Regions from separate parts of the Sus scrofa genome. Here region 2 is linked to region 1. A link is a contact called in public Hi-C data. All regions are on one chromosome and are shown on one strand. Each heading gives the region's core, a stretch centred on a gene start, on an enhancer-like site or on the middle of the called end of the contact. The rest is flanking DNA. Distances are from core to core; before and after follow the strand shown. Region 1 holds the start of LAT2 (linker for activation of T-cells family member 2). Region 2 overlaps CLIP2 (CAP-Gly domain-containing linker protein 2).

The links. A called contact is a pair of places that touch in the nucleus more often than the background predicts.
Region 2: a Hi-C map of liver shows a contact between it and region 1, with 3 times the contacts expected there. The contact joins the enhancer-like site here to the promoter of LAT2 in region 1. A contact is called at or near these places in 1 of 5 promoter capture datasets (liver), 4 of 47 Hi-C or Micro-C datasets (embryonic fibroblasts and liver) and 2 of 2 datasets of contacts at active chromatin or transcription factors (alveolar macrophages and skeletal muscle).

The regions. Positions count from the first base shown.
Region 1 is chr3:11,352,511-11,355,481 of Sscrofa11.1, forward strand. LAT2 (linker for activation of T-cells family member 2) reads left to right here and starts at 1,363. Exons shown (of 13, transcript NM_001243411.1): 1 at 1,363-1,640.
Region 2 is chr3:11,429,318-11,432,094 of Sscrofa11.1, forward strand. The region is part of intron 1 of CLIP2 (CAP-Gly domain-containing linker protein 2); the gene reads left to right. Among named protein-coding and RNA genes, the nearest start is that of CLIP2, 11 kb to the left of the region's middle. Within about 2 kb of position 1,509, at least 15 of the 83 cell types and tissues checked have an H3K27ac peak or open chromatin away from gene starts, as enhancers often do. A contact at or near this core is called in liver and skeletal muscle, where this site is marked.

The DNA.
Region 1 (2,971 bases), core at 113-2,612:
TCCCACAGGGTGGCAGCAGAGGGCGCCCAGCCCCTGTGTTTCTGTTTCGGTTCTGGCAGGGCCTCCTGGGGGCACTTCCACTGCGGCTGGACTGCCTGGCCTGGTCTGGGACGTCCGGGCCACCCCAGGCTGGGGCTGAAAGCCCCGCCCCAGCCAAGACGGGCCCCAGAGCTCGGGAGCCCAGGCTCTGAGATGCCAGGCAGGTGGGGGTTGGGAGACCCTCATGGGGTGGCGTGCCACTAAGAGTTCAGTGGCCTTGGACAAGGTGTTTAGTGACACATAACAGGAGGCCCTGGAGAATGTGTGCTGCGTGTGGGGCACCCACCTCTCAGCACCGTTCTCACCTCTGAAGGAAGTGCCCAGGGGCTGGGCAGCAGGTGGAGAGCCTGGGGGCTGGGTCCTAACTGCCCTGCTTTCCCCCCACCCCGGCCCGGGCCTGCCGCCTGCCTGGGGCCAGCTCCACGCCTCCACGAGCCTCATCTGGAAAATGGGGGTGAGAAGGCTCCTGGGACTGAAGGAGGAGCCGGGATTGTCCTTCCTTCTATCCTCCAGCGTTGTCTCTTCACCTCAGTGGCCTCTCCATCCATCTCTCTTTGTCTCTGGCTGTTTTTTCTCTAGAGGGCCGCACCCACGGCATGTGGAAGTTCCCAGGCCAGGGGCCAGCTGGAGCTGCAGCTGCCGGCCTGCACCACAGCCACAGCAACGCCGGATCTGAGCCACATCTGCAGCCTACACCACAGCTTGTGGTAACGCTGGAACATTAACCCCCTGAGAGGGGCCAGGGTTTGAACCTGCATCCTCTTGGATACTAGTTGGGTTCTTAACCCCTTGAGCCACAATGGGAACTCCTCTGGCTCTTTGTTATTATTATTATTGTTTTTGTTTTTTGTTTTTTACCTTTTCTAGGGCCTCACCGGTGGCATATGGAGGTTTCCAGACTAGAGGTCCAACTGGAGCTGGAGCCGCCAGCCGACACCACAGCCACAGCAACGCGGGATCCTTAACCCACTGAGCGAGGCCAGGGATTGAACCCGCAACCCCGCGGTTCCTAGTCAGATTCGTTAACCACTGAGCCACGACGGGAACTCCTGGCTCTTTGTCATGTCTGGCCTGGCTTGCATCTCTCTGCGCCCATCCACCCATGTCCCATGGGTATGGGTGTGGACGTGTATTTCTGTGTTTCTGTGTTTTCAGCGTGTCTCTCTCCGTGTCTTCCCACTCTTTGTCCCTGCCTGTGCGTGATATGCAAGCAGCCCTATTTCATGCTCTTTCTCCCTGTCCCCCTCTGTCTCTTCCCCTCTGTGAGGCCTGTGTGTGTTGTGGTTGTGTGTGTGTATTTAGTGTGTGTTGTGTGTGTGTCCGTGCACGTCTCTCTCTCTGCCTGACTGCCTCCGTCTTGTTCTCTGTCTCTCTCTGTCTCCGCCTCCGTCTTGGTCTCTGTCTCTGTCTCTCTCTGTCTCTGCCTCTGTGAGAGCCGAGCCTGTCCGGCAGAGCAGCGGATGTGTGAGGGATGATTCAGTGGCTGACAGGAAGCCCGCCGCCTTGCCTGCTGCCCGCCAGTGTCTGTGGCGTTGGCATCGGCTCGGGCAGGTGTGTGGGCTCAGGATGAGGTGGCCGCAGTGAGGAGCGCCTGCTCTCAGGTAAGCCTTTCCCAGGGGTGCCTGGAGCCTGGCCCCAAGGCAGGGGTCCTGAGCTGTCCCCAGACACCCCACAGGGGATGGGAGTGGCCTCGCTGGCCGAGCAGGAGCACTTGGCTGCCGGCTGGGGGTGGGGGTGGGGGCTGGGAAGAAGCCAGGCCGCCCGGCACCCCCTGCCTTGGCCCCGGCACTGTCCTGGCACCCCTGGCTAGGGGGCCCTCACCCCAGACCCTGCAGCACTAGAGGTGCAGCTATTTCTGGGGCTCCGGCTACTCTCCTGCCCCCATTTTCCCCAGCCCAGCCCGCACAGCCCTGGGGAGCCCCAGGGCAGCCGCTCCCCGGGGCAGGCCTGTGAGCCTGAGTTTCTTCATCTGTATAATGGGACTGGAGCTGCCCTGCCACAGGGCTATGGGAGGTCGGGTGAGACGCTACAGACGGGCAGGCCCAGGTCCTGCCCTGGGCCAGGGAGAAGCGGCTGTCCCGGCCGTCCCGAGCCCCAGCCAGCTCGCTCCTGTGCGGCTGGAGGAACTACAGGCCCTGGGCTGCTCGTGGTGGCCGCTCTGTTCACCATCCCCCACCCCTGCCCCAGAACAAGGGCTGCCGTCCGGGCCCCTGCACCTGCCGCTGGAGCGTAAAGAGCCTCCATTGGAGTCCTCCTGGCCTCATCGGAAGGCCAAGGTCATTTGGGAAAATGGAGCAGAGCCCCGCGGATAAAGCCTTCTCAGGGCTTGGGCCGGACCTCTGGCTCCCCGCTTAGCCCCCAGAGCCTGCCCTTCGGCCCTAGGGGTCCCAGGTTCCCCTTCTCCAGCATGAGGAGGGCTGGGAGGCCGGGCAGGAGGGCCACCAAGGCGCCTTGGGGACGGGAGGTGGGTGCTGAGGCTCGCTCAGCCCAGCCCCGAGAGCTTTTCCGCCATCGGCTTGTTGCAAACCTTGTTCATATGAAAACTGCCCACTTCCCTTTCTGCTATTTTGGCCCCGCAGGCCACGGGCTGAGGGCCTCCCCTCCCCACCCCACCCAGCCCTGCCGGCCCCTAGGGGCCCTCCTGCGGCTGCGAGGCCTGGCTCTGCTGGGGCCCAGCCCCTCCGCCTCCCTGTCCCCCGCCCACCTGCTCTCAGACCTGGATGGGAAAGGAGGAAAGCGAACAGATTGATTCCGTCTGGGGGGCAGCCACAGAGGTTTTCCTCAAACGAGTGTCTTTTAAAAAATATTGTGTACATCTTTAAAACGTCCTGTAAGGAAGGATTCACGTAGCAGAGTGTAGGCCCGGGCGTCAGCCCACCCTGGGAGCGGATGCCGGCTCTGACCGCTCAGCTGTGTGACCTCAGAAGGAGTA
Region 2 (2,777 bases), core at 259-2,758, 77 kb after region 1:
AAAGTGAGCATCTTCCCGTATACATACTGGACGTTTGAATACCCTCTCTTTTTTTTTTTTTTTTTTTTTTTTTTTTGGCGAAATGCTTGTGCAAGTCTTTTGTTGATTTTTTCCTAACTGGATTTGTGGAATTCTTTCCGTATTCTGAATAGGAACCCTGTGTGGCACACAGGAATATCAATCCATCTTCTCTCTCTGTTCTCCTCCCTCCATCCCCGACAGGGGGATCATTTGACGCACAGAGGTTCTTAATGTTGTTCAGTTTGGAGTTCCCTGTCCTGGCACAGCAGAAATGAATCCGACTAGGAACCAGGAGGTTGTGGGTTCCATCCCTGGCCTTGCTCAGTGGGTTAAGGATCCGGTGTTGCCCTGAGCTGTGGTGTAGGTCGCAGACGTGGCTCGGATCTGGTGTGGCTGTGGCTGTGGCTGTGGTTGGCAGCTGCAGCTCCGGTTGGACCCCTAGCCTGAGAACTTCCATATGCCACAGGTGCGGCCCTAAAAAGCAAAAAAGGAAAAAATACATCGTCCAATTTATGCATCTTTTCTGTTATTTTCAGCATGTCCTGTGTCGAAATCTTTCCCTGCTCCCCTGTTAGGCGAATCTTCTTTCGTGTCTTCCTCTAAAATCTGTACGGCCTTACCATTCGTATTTAGATCTGCCCATCTGGAGCTGATTGTCCTGTATGATGTGAAGGAAGCGTATTAGTTTCCTGTGGCTCCGCTAACAAATGACCACAAGCATAGTGGTTTAAAACAACACAAATGTATGAGCTTACACTTCTGGAGGTCAGAAGTCTGAAATGGATCTCAGCAGGCTCAAATCAGTGTGTCAGCCGGGCTGCATTCCTTCTAGAGGCTCTAAGGGAAAAATTGGTTTCTAGGAGTCCTTTGCAGCTTCTAGGGGTCGCCCGCATTCGTTGGCTGTGGGCCCCGCCTCCATCCTCAAAGCCGACAATGTCGGGCTGGGTCCTCTGCGCACAGCTGTCTCTCTGCTTCTTTCTCCCCTGCCTCCCCTTGCACTTATAAGGACTCTTGTGATTGCATTGAGTCTGCCTGGATAATTCAGAATAATCTTCCCATCTCAGGTCAGCGGATCAACAACTTAGTTCTGTCTGCAACCTTCGTTCCCTTTGCTGCACAAGCTGACATCGTCACGAGCACAGGGATGGGGCCATTATTCTGCCAGCCCCAGAAGGGATCATGATTTTTTTTTTTTTCCCCACACAGCTGTCCATTTGGCCCAGCACCGCTTAGTAAAAAGACATGCTTTTGCTCAGGGGTAATTTTTACTTGCCTGTGCAAATTCCAACTCAGGGAGGAGGCCCACCAGGCTGTGGGGCGGGGAACCCAGGAGAGGGGGCGGCTCTCCTGCAGCCGCCCCGGCCTGGCTCTGTTGGTTGGGGCTGCTCCGGAAATCAGAAGTGAAGGAGGCAGCAGTGGAAGATGATTGGGTCAGTGTCCTGGCCTGGGAGGCAGGATGCCAGAGCCTGTCCTTCCCGTGGCCCCGATGGCTGGCTGACCTCAGCAGGTCCCTCCCCTGCCTGGCCTCCAACTCTGTCTGATCTCAGGGACTTTCCTGCCCAGCCCAGGTTTTCTGTATTTGTGCCATTGACTCTCAAGGTCCTGTTTGCGTCATTGCTCTGTGCGGGGCCTCCATTTTCCCATTCTGTGAAGTGGGAATAAAGCCAGGTCTGGGGGCAGCTTGAGCCATGTGGTTTCCCAGCCCTTCTCCTTGGGCCTAGAGGGGACCTCATCTAGCAGAGCTAGGCTGAAGTCTGCCCAGTGTCCTCAGCTAGCGACAGGGGGGCCCCCAGCTGTCCAGTCACTGAGGCTGGGGCCGGCCACATAGCTAGGATCAGAATCTGGAGCCATGGCTGTGCCCTGGCTCTGAGCAGGCCAACTGTGTGCATGTGCACACCCGTGTGTGCGCGCTCGTGTGCACACACGTGTGCAAGTCAGGGAAGTACATGGGGTGTGTGTGTGCGCGCGTGTGTAAGTCAGGGAAGTACATGGGGTGTGTGTGCGTGCGTGTGTGTAAGTCAGGGAAGTACATGGAGTGTGTGTGTGCGCGTGTGTAAGTCAGGGAAGTACATGGAGTGTGTGTGTGCGCGTGTGTAAGTCAGGGAAGTACATGGAGTGTGTGTGTGCGCGTGTGTAAGTCAGGGAAGTACATGGAGTGTGTGTGTGCGCGTGTGTAAGTCAGGGAAGTACATGGGGTGTGTGCGTGCGCGTGTGTAAGTCAGGGAAGTACATGGGGTGTGTGCGTGCGCGTGTGTAAGTCAGGGAAGTACATGGGGTGTGTGCGTGCGCGTGTGTAAGTCAGGGAAGTACATGGGGTGTGTGCGTGCGCGTGTGTAAGTCAGGGAAGTACATGGAGTGTGTGTGTGCGCGTAAGTCAGGGAAGTACATGGAGTGTGTGTGTGCGTGTGTGTAAGTCAGGGAAGTACATGGGGTGTGTGTGCGTGCGCGTGTGTAAGTCAGGGAAGTACATGGAGTGTGTGCACGTGTGTAAGTCAGGGAAGTACATGGAGTGTGTGTGTGCGCGTGTGTAAGTCAGGGAAGTACATGGAGTGTGTGTGTGTGCACGTGTGTAAGTCAGGGAAGTACATTGAGTGTGCGTGTGTATGTGTGTGTGCACGTGTGTAAGTCAGGGACATATACTGACGTTCCTTCCCCTCCCTGGACCTGACACAGCCCTGGTCCCCTTGGCCCTTTGCTGGAGGGGAATCTGACCCTCCAAGCCCGAGGGGAAGGTGGCTGAGCTCGTGCGTCCTGCT